2 separate regions of the Sus scrofa genome follow, and region 2 is linked to region 1. The links are chromatin contacts, called in public Hi-C maps. All regions are on one chromosome and are shown on one strand. Each heading gives the region's core, a stretch centred on a gene start, on an enhancer-like site or on the middle of the called end of the contact. The rest is flanking DNA. Distances are from core to core; before and after follow the strand shown.

Region 1 (3,308 bases), core at 590-3,089:
GAATGTTACCCACACAGTAAATGAATGACAAAATTATAGAGTCATTTATTTAGAAATGGATTGCTACAAACAGATCACTGAACTCTGATCACCACTTTTACATTAAGAATGCAAGTTTTGGATTCAAGTGCCTTGGCAACTTCAGGCAAGTTAAACCAATTTCTTCTGCAAAGTGGGGATTAAAGAGTAACCCCACTGGGACATGGAGGATTGGAGGACTAAATAAGAGAAAACACGTAAGGTAATTAAGACAGCACTCAATACACTGTAAATCCTCAAACAGTACTATAATAATACTACTGTTATTTACTTTACGTTCAAAGTTGAGTTGGCAAAACATTTTCCCCACAAGCTATTTAATAAACAACAAAGATACATACCTTTAAAACTTTGAAGAGCCGAGGAAGTTTTTTCTCAATTTCTATAATGATTTCTTTTCCCTCTTCTCCAGTCATACGACTTAAAAGCGGAAAGAACACAAGTTCATGCAATTGGAAGACATAAAAAAACTATAATCACTCCCTGAAATACCTGCATAATCTTTTTAAATGTTATATTAGAACTCTGGCAAATTAACTGACTCAGTGCTTAAGATAACTTAATATATAATACAGTATACAACTGAAATAAATGCAAAGCCGCCCTCACAATAACTTGTGCATCCATAGACACATTTTGACAGTTTCACTATGTAAAAGCGAAATCTATCCCTACTTAGAAATTTACTCAAATCTTCATCATTTTGTACCTGCTGTTAACCCTTTTCCAGTAATTTCCAAGTAACTCTAAGTAACTCAGAAAAATACGGTCTGCGGGGAAAAAATAAGCCGCGAAGCATGTGCGACTTAAATTAAACTCGGCTTATTGCTCTCTACTAAAAAGCCAATTCTGGGTTGCCCCACACTGTTCCAAGACAGAGATGGCTTACACTGAAAAACCTCTACTCCAGCACGCTTACTTCCAAGCAAACTTTCCCTAACCCTTTGCAAGCGAGACACACGTGCGGGCTTCCTCATTCCAAACACACGCCTCAAGGGCAGCAGCCCCCGCAACAGTGAACGTCACTGAGCACATACCTTCCCCACCACCAGCCCGCGACCCGAGCGCCCGCACAGCTCCCAGACTCTAGAATACACAAGCTCGCTTGCTGCGCCCCACCTGCAGTACCCTCTCCCCGAGACCCACCAGGGCGCCCCACCCCCACCCCCAGCAGGCCTCACCTGGTCAGAGTCAGGTAAGCGTCGGTCTGCTCTCCTTGGGAGGCGGAAGGGTCTTCCAGAGTCTCCAACAGCGGCGCCAGGTGGCTCGGACCCGGGGCGGTCATGTCGGCCACCCTGCGGCCCGGACCGGAAGAGGGGAAGAGCCGGTGACCGAGGGAAACAACCCCCTCCGCGGCCCGGCAGGGACCCGGCCCCAGAGCCCCACGGCGTCCACGCCGCGAGCTCCTGGAGGCGGAGGGACCCACAGTCCGAATCTCCGCCTGCCCCGCCACACGCACCCAGGCCCACGCCGCGCCCCAGCCCAGGCCCGCTCCCGCCACCACTTTCCCGGGCAGCTTTCAACAGGGGGAGGAGACCGGCGGGGGGCGGGAGAAACCCGGGGCGCGAGGCGTCTCGCCGCGAGGGGGCGGAGGATGCGCCGGGCCGAAGCTTCCAGCCGCCCAGCACTGGGATCCCAATATTCACCCCACGTACAAAGACAGGCCTGCGTCTCCTCCGCCGTCGCCCCGTAGCACCTTGAGGCGGCCAGAGCTCGACTTTTCCGGCTCGGGCTGTTTACTCACGCGTGCGGCCAGCTCCCTCCTAAACCAAGATGGCGGCGGGGGCGGGGCCCGGAGCGCGCGCGAGTGGGGCAGGCCTAGCCGGAGAGGCTCGAGTCAATCCAACAGGCGGTGGCGCACCGGAGTCATCGATCACCTCTCTCCCTCTCCTGCTGTGTCCCCTCCCTGCCCCCCAGGTCACCTTGCAGGTGGTTGGGTTAAATTTAACCAGCGAGGGTCTTGAAATTCAAAATGTAAATCTCCAAAGTTCACCGATTTTAAAGGTAGTGGGTCTTCAGACTGTCTTCAAATTGCAATTCCAGTATTTGTTAAAGTATTGGCAACAACTCATTTAGCAAGAGGAGATAATTGGATGGTGATGTTTAAGACTAAGAGTTGCACCAGCTATAATGGAAAAAAATAAAAATCATTATATATTAAAAAAAAGACTAAGACCTGCATTTAGATTGGTCTAGATTCCAACCTCTTGTTCTTCATGACCTTGGCAAGTTAATCAACCTTTTTATGCCTCAACTTCCTCCTCAGTAAAATAGGGATGATAATAGTATCTAATTCAGGAGAAAGCCAAGTGAGAAGAGGTTGGAGAGGCCAGGGACTCTCAAGTTTTAAGTGTACATAACAATGGCCTGGGGCTATTCATAATTAAACTGCAAGCTTCTGGGACCCGCCCTTAGGCATTGTGATTAGGTAGATTTAGGTAGGATCTGCATTCTTCTATTAGGCCTCAGAGGTTGAAGGGTGGGGTTTGGCTAGGACTTAACACTTGGAGAAACTACAGCAAACTTTTTTTTTTTTTTTTTTGTCTTTTTGCCTTTTCTAGGGCTGATCCCGCGGCATATGGAGGTTCCCAGGCTAGGGGTCGAATCGGAGCTGTAGCCACCAGCCTACGCCAGAGCCACAGCAACTCGGGATCCGAGCCACGTCTGCGACCTACACCACAGCTCACGGCAACGCTGGATCCTTAACCCACTGAGCAAGACCAGGGATCGAACCCGCAACCTCATGGTTCCTAGTCGTATATGTTAATCACTGAGCCACGACGAGAACTCCTACAGTAAACTCTTAATGAAAGTTGGTTCTTAGTGCTAATATGTTGCTCCCCTTTTCCTAGACCTCTGAGTCTCTTGAGTAATTTTGTCAACTTTAAACCAGGCAACTAAGGCCCAACAGCATCTGGTCCTTCCACTGTGGCCTCATGGGTTCTCTGCACCTGGCTTGAGCTTTTACTTATCCACACACAACTATTAGCGGTGGTTTGCCCTTTTCTGTGTTATCTGCACCTAGCAAAGCCTCTGCCAAACCAAGCGCTCAACACAGAGCATGTTTTTTAAACAAAAAGATGAAAGAGAGGGAAGGAGACCTACAACTTTGTGTGAGCCAACCTACAGAAATAGGAAATAATGAGCTGTGTCTGGTTAAGTGTAGAGACACTATGGAAGTAATGTCGGAGAAAGGTTTTCAGTGCAGCCTGATAAGTTCCTTAACCTTTGAAGGGGAATTTGCTCCTCATTTTCTGGTCAGAAGCACG
Region 2 (3,013 bases), core at 346-2,845, 140 kb after region 1:
AATGGGAGGAAGTTCCTGTTACACTTAACAGGTTTATCAAACATTTGAGTGGGCATATAAATGTAGGAATCTGAATATAAAATAGAAATTAGAGCATTATAGATCTACCTCATTGTTTAAAAATCGTCATAGCCTTTGTGCCATCCACCATATAAGCAATAGTTTAACTGGGTGGATCTCAGTCTTTCTAAAAAATTATATTACAAGCAACGCACAATTAAAATTTCTGTAGAGTATCTTAGTTCTACTTGTGACCTGTAATTTCAGTTCTGTTCTGAAAGTGGAGCTGATAATTCTAAGAATATATACATTTTTACATTTTTTTGCACTTTACATTTTTGAGAAGGGCCCAAATCCTTAGAAATGTTTGCCCTGTCTACACTTGCAGGAACACTGATTTCGTGGTCAGGTCACTCAGGGTAGCTGTTGTTTTGCTCTCTGTACATCTCTTGCTTGACCAGTGCTTGTTTCACCTGTACCCTATGCACATGACTGAACTCCCTATCTACTTTTCCCAGGCCCTAGCTAGTGACAGCGTATTAAAGGGGCAATGAGGGGTGTGTGCCTCCTTGGTTTCCCTGGTAACTGATGAGCTGAATGAATTCCCCCTATAACTGAAAATCTCTATGCCCCACCCACCAAGACCAAGACTGCCACCAGAGTTGCCACCACACACACACACACACACACACACACACACACACACACACACACCCCGTGGGAGTGTCGCTCCAATGACCTTCCTCAGAGGTGTGAGCTCACCCATCCATTAAACCATTGAAGTCTCTGTTGCTGACTCTGGGCTCTTTTTTCTATCTTGAAGCTGGGCAAGCACAGGCCTTATAGGCCACCCAAAAATTGATGCTTCCTTGCTCTCTGGTTAACACTGAGTAACCGGTAAATTTTACCATACTTTAAAATTTTTACCAATCTAATTGTGTGAAGAAGGGATCCTGTTATGCTTTCAATTTGTATTTCTTAGGAGTGGAATTGAACTTCTGCGTATTAGCCAGCCATTTGCCTTTCTTATTCAGGCTCTCTTTGATTCTGAAGCTATGTATGTGTAGTCCCGTGTCTCTGTAGATGCCAGACTCAGGAATCTAAGCCTGGTGTGGACAGGATGTTGCGTTCTCTCGGCAAGAATCTTGCTCCTTTGGATCCCATGCCCTGCGCACCTGGCCACTCTTGCCAGGCAGGTGCCGAGAGGAGAAACAGGTGCGGTGAGGACACGACTAGGCAGATAACGAAAGTATAGGAAGAAGAATCTGGATTCCACCGCGCATAGGACACACATAGCACCCAGAGAATTCCCGCATTTCTGCCGGGGAATCCCTCTGGCCTCTCTCCAGCGTAGTTTCACAAGTTGAGAAACTACCGAGGGCATCCTGGCAGCAGTCTTCCTAGATCCGGGCTCCCACCCCGATGCTCCGAGGCCGCAGAACTGCTGGGTGGATGGACCGGCCGCCCCTTTCTCACAAAGTTTTCAAATGAGCGGGAACAGAAAACAGGAAACCAAAACCTTCCGGCCGCAGAGAGCGCGCCTCTCCTCAGCCATGGCAAGTTGCTTTTGCTGTGGATTTTGCAGGGCACAGAAGCCCGTGTCCAGTTGCCATGGTCCCCCAGGAAGACGCGGGGCGGGGCGGGGCGGACGAGGGTGAGCGGTGCTGGCTCCCCTGCAAGCAAGCCCCGCCCTGCCTTTCTGCACCTGCCGGAGGTGGGGGTGGCGGGGGTGCGGTGCTGCAGTTCGGGAATTCACTGCAGGCTTTCGAGAGGGGCCAGCTCCAAAAAAAGCCCCGCCTTGGCCACCTTCTGCACCTAACGCTTTAAAGTCGGGGGCACAGCTGCTTCGTCGAGGGGTGGCCTCGCGGCCTGTCTTAGGACTTAGCTGTGGTCCTCCTACGCTACGGGGGACAGGAGCGGAGAAAACTGCCCAGCAATGGACTCCACTGTTTGCTTTTGAAAGGGCCAGTACCCTGGCTCGGCAACTTCTACATGCCACTGGTGAGGCCGAGAAAAAAGGGAGGGAGAAAGAGAGAAGAAAGGAAAGAAAGAGGAAGGAGAAAAGGAAGGAAGTGACGGAATAGAGGGAGAGTGAGAAGCCAGAAAGGATTTGAGCCAAGGACACAAGTTGGGAAAGCATCCTGATGCCTTGTCTGCATGAGCGAGAATTCTCTCCTGTGGCCTTAATTCTTTGTCTAGACACAAAGGGCTCGGTGTTGTCACCATCTGTGCCGCCTAGCAAGAACAGTTAGCAAATTTCAGATGTAGCTCTCCATGTTCTTAACATCAAGCGCTTGAAAACAGTGACAGAGCCTTCAATTCCTGGTCAGAAAAGATAGGGTCCCGGAAATGCCAAAGCTTTGGTGAGATGCAAATGCGATTTTGTTTGCCGGTGGCGGTAAAGACGACGCGAATGAAAATAAATAATTGATTTTAAGAAAAGAAATATAACCGTATTGAATGAGTTTAGTTTTTTCTCCCAAGTGCTTTACTTACAAAAATAAGCTCACAGTTTTCCTTTATGTCTTTTTGCTATCTGATATGAAGGTCGAAGGTAAAATATATCATTGATATGGGGGAAATGCTTTTGGCCAAGATGCTACTCTTGTTTCAAAATCCTGTACTGCTAACTCTTGAAAGGCGTCTGAGGCATCGGGATCCCGAGATATCTTTTTCTTCTTAATTGTGGATAGAAAGGTAAAGTTTCTTTGATGTCAAAGATAACTATAGTCACTTTAATAAAGAAATATGGCATTGGGATTGATTGAGGACAGAGGCGGGGTAGGTTTCCTGAGTTTAAATTGATTAAAGTTTTTCTTTGACACTGATGTAGAACAAAAAGGAAGCTAATTCACTGTCTACTTACCCACTGAGGTTGGTGTGGACTGTGGGGACCAGACATTGCATAGTAAATCAAGAAAGATCTCTTATGGAACAAAATTTCCTGAAAGTTTGAAAATCTGTCTTTTTTTTTTTTTTTTTTTTTTTCCTTTTTTGGAGCTATTTTGGTATA

Evidence for each region. A called contact is a pair of places that touch in the nucleus more often than the background predicts.
Region 2: a contact with region 1 is called in a Hi-C map of omental adipose tissue, with 2.6 times the contacts expected there. The contact joins the enhancer-like site here to the promoter of RIF1 in region 1. A contact is called at or near these places in 1 of 5 promoter capture datasets (liver), 21 of 47 Hi-C or Micro-C datasets (alveolar macrophages, blood, brain and 14 more) and 2 of 2 datasets of contacts at active chromatin or transcription factors (alveolar macrophages and skeletal muscle).

The regions. Positions count from the first base shown.
Region 1 is chr15:830,197-833,504 of Sscrofa11.1, forward strand. It overlaps RIF1 (telomere-associated protein RIF1), which reads right to left and starts at 1,840. Exons shown (of 35, transcript XM_021076097.1): 1 at 1,695-1,840; 2 at 1,221-1,334; 3 at 381-459. The coding sequence starts at 1,324.
Region 2 is chr15:969,971-972,983 of Sscrofa11.1, forward strand. No RefSeq gene overlaps it. Among named protein-coding and RNA genes, the nearest start is that of NMI, 30 kb to the left of the region's middle. Within about 2 kb of position 1,596, at least 36 of the 83 cell types and tissues checked have an H3K27ac peak or open chromatin away from gene starts, as enhancers often do. A contact at or near this core is called in alveolar macrophages, fetal liver, mesenteric adipose tissue and 5 more, where this site is marked.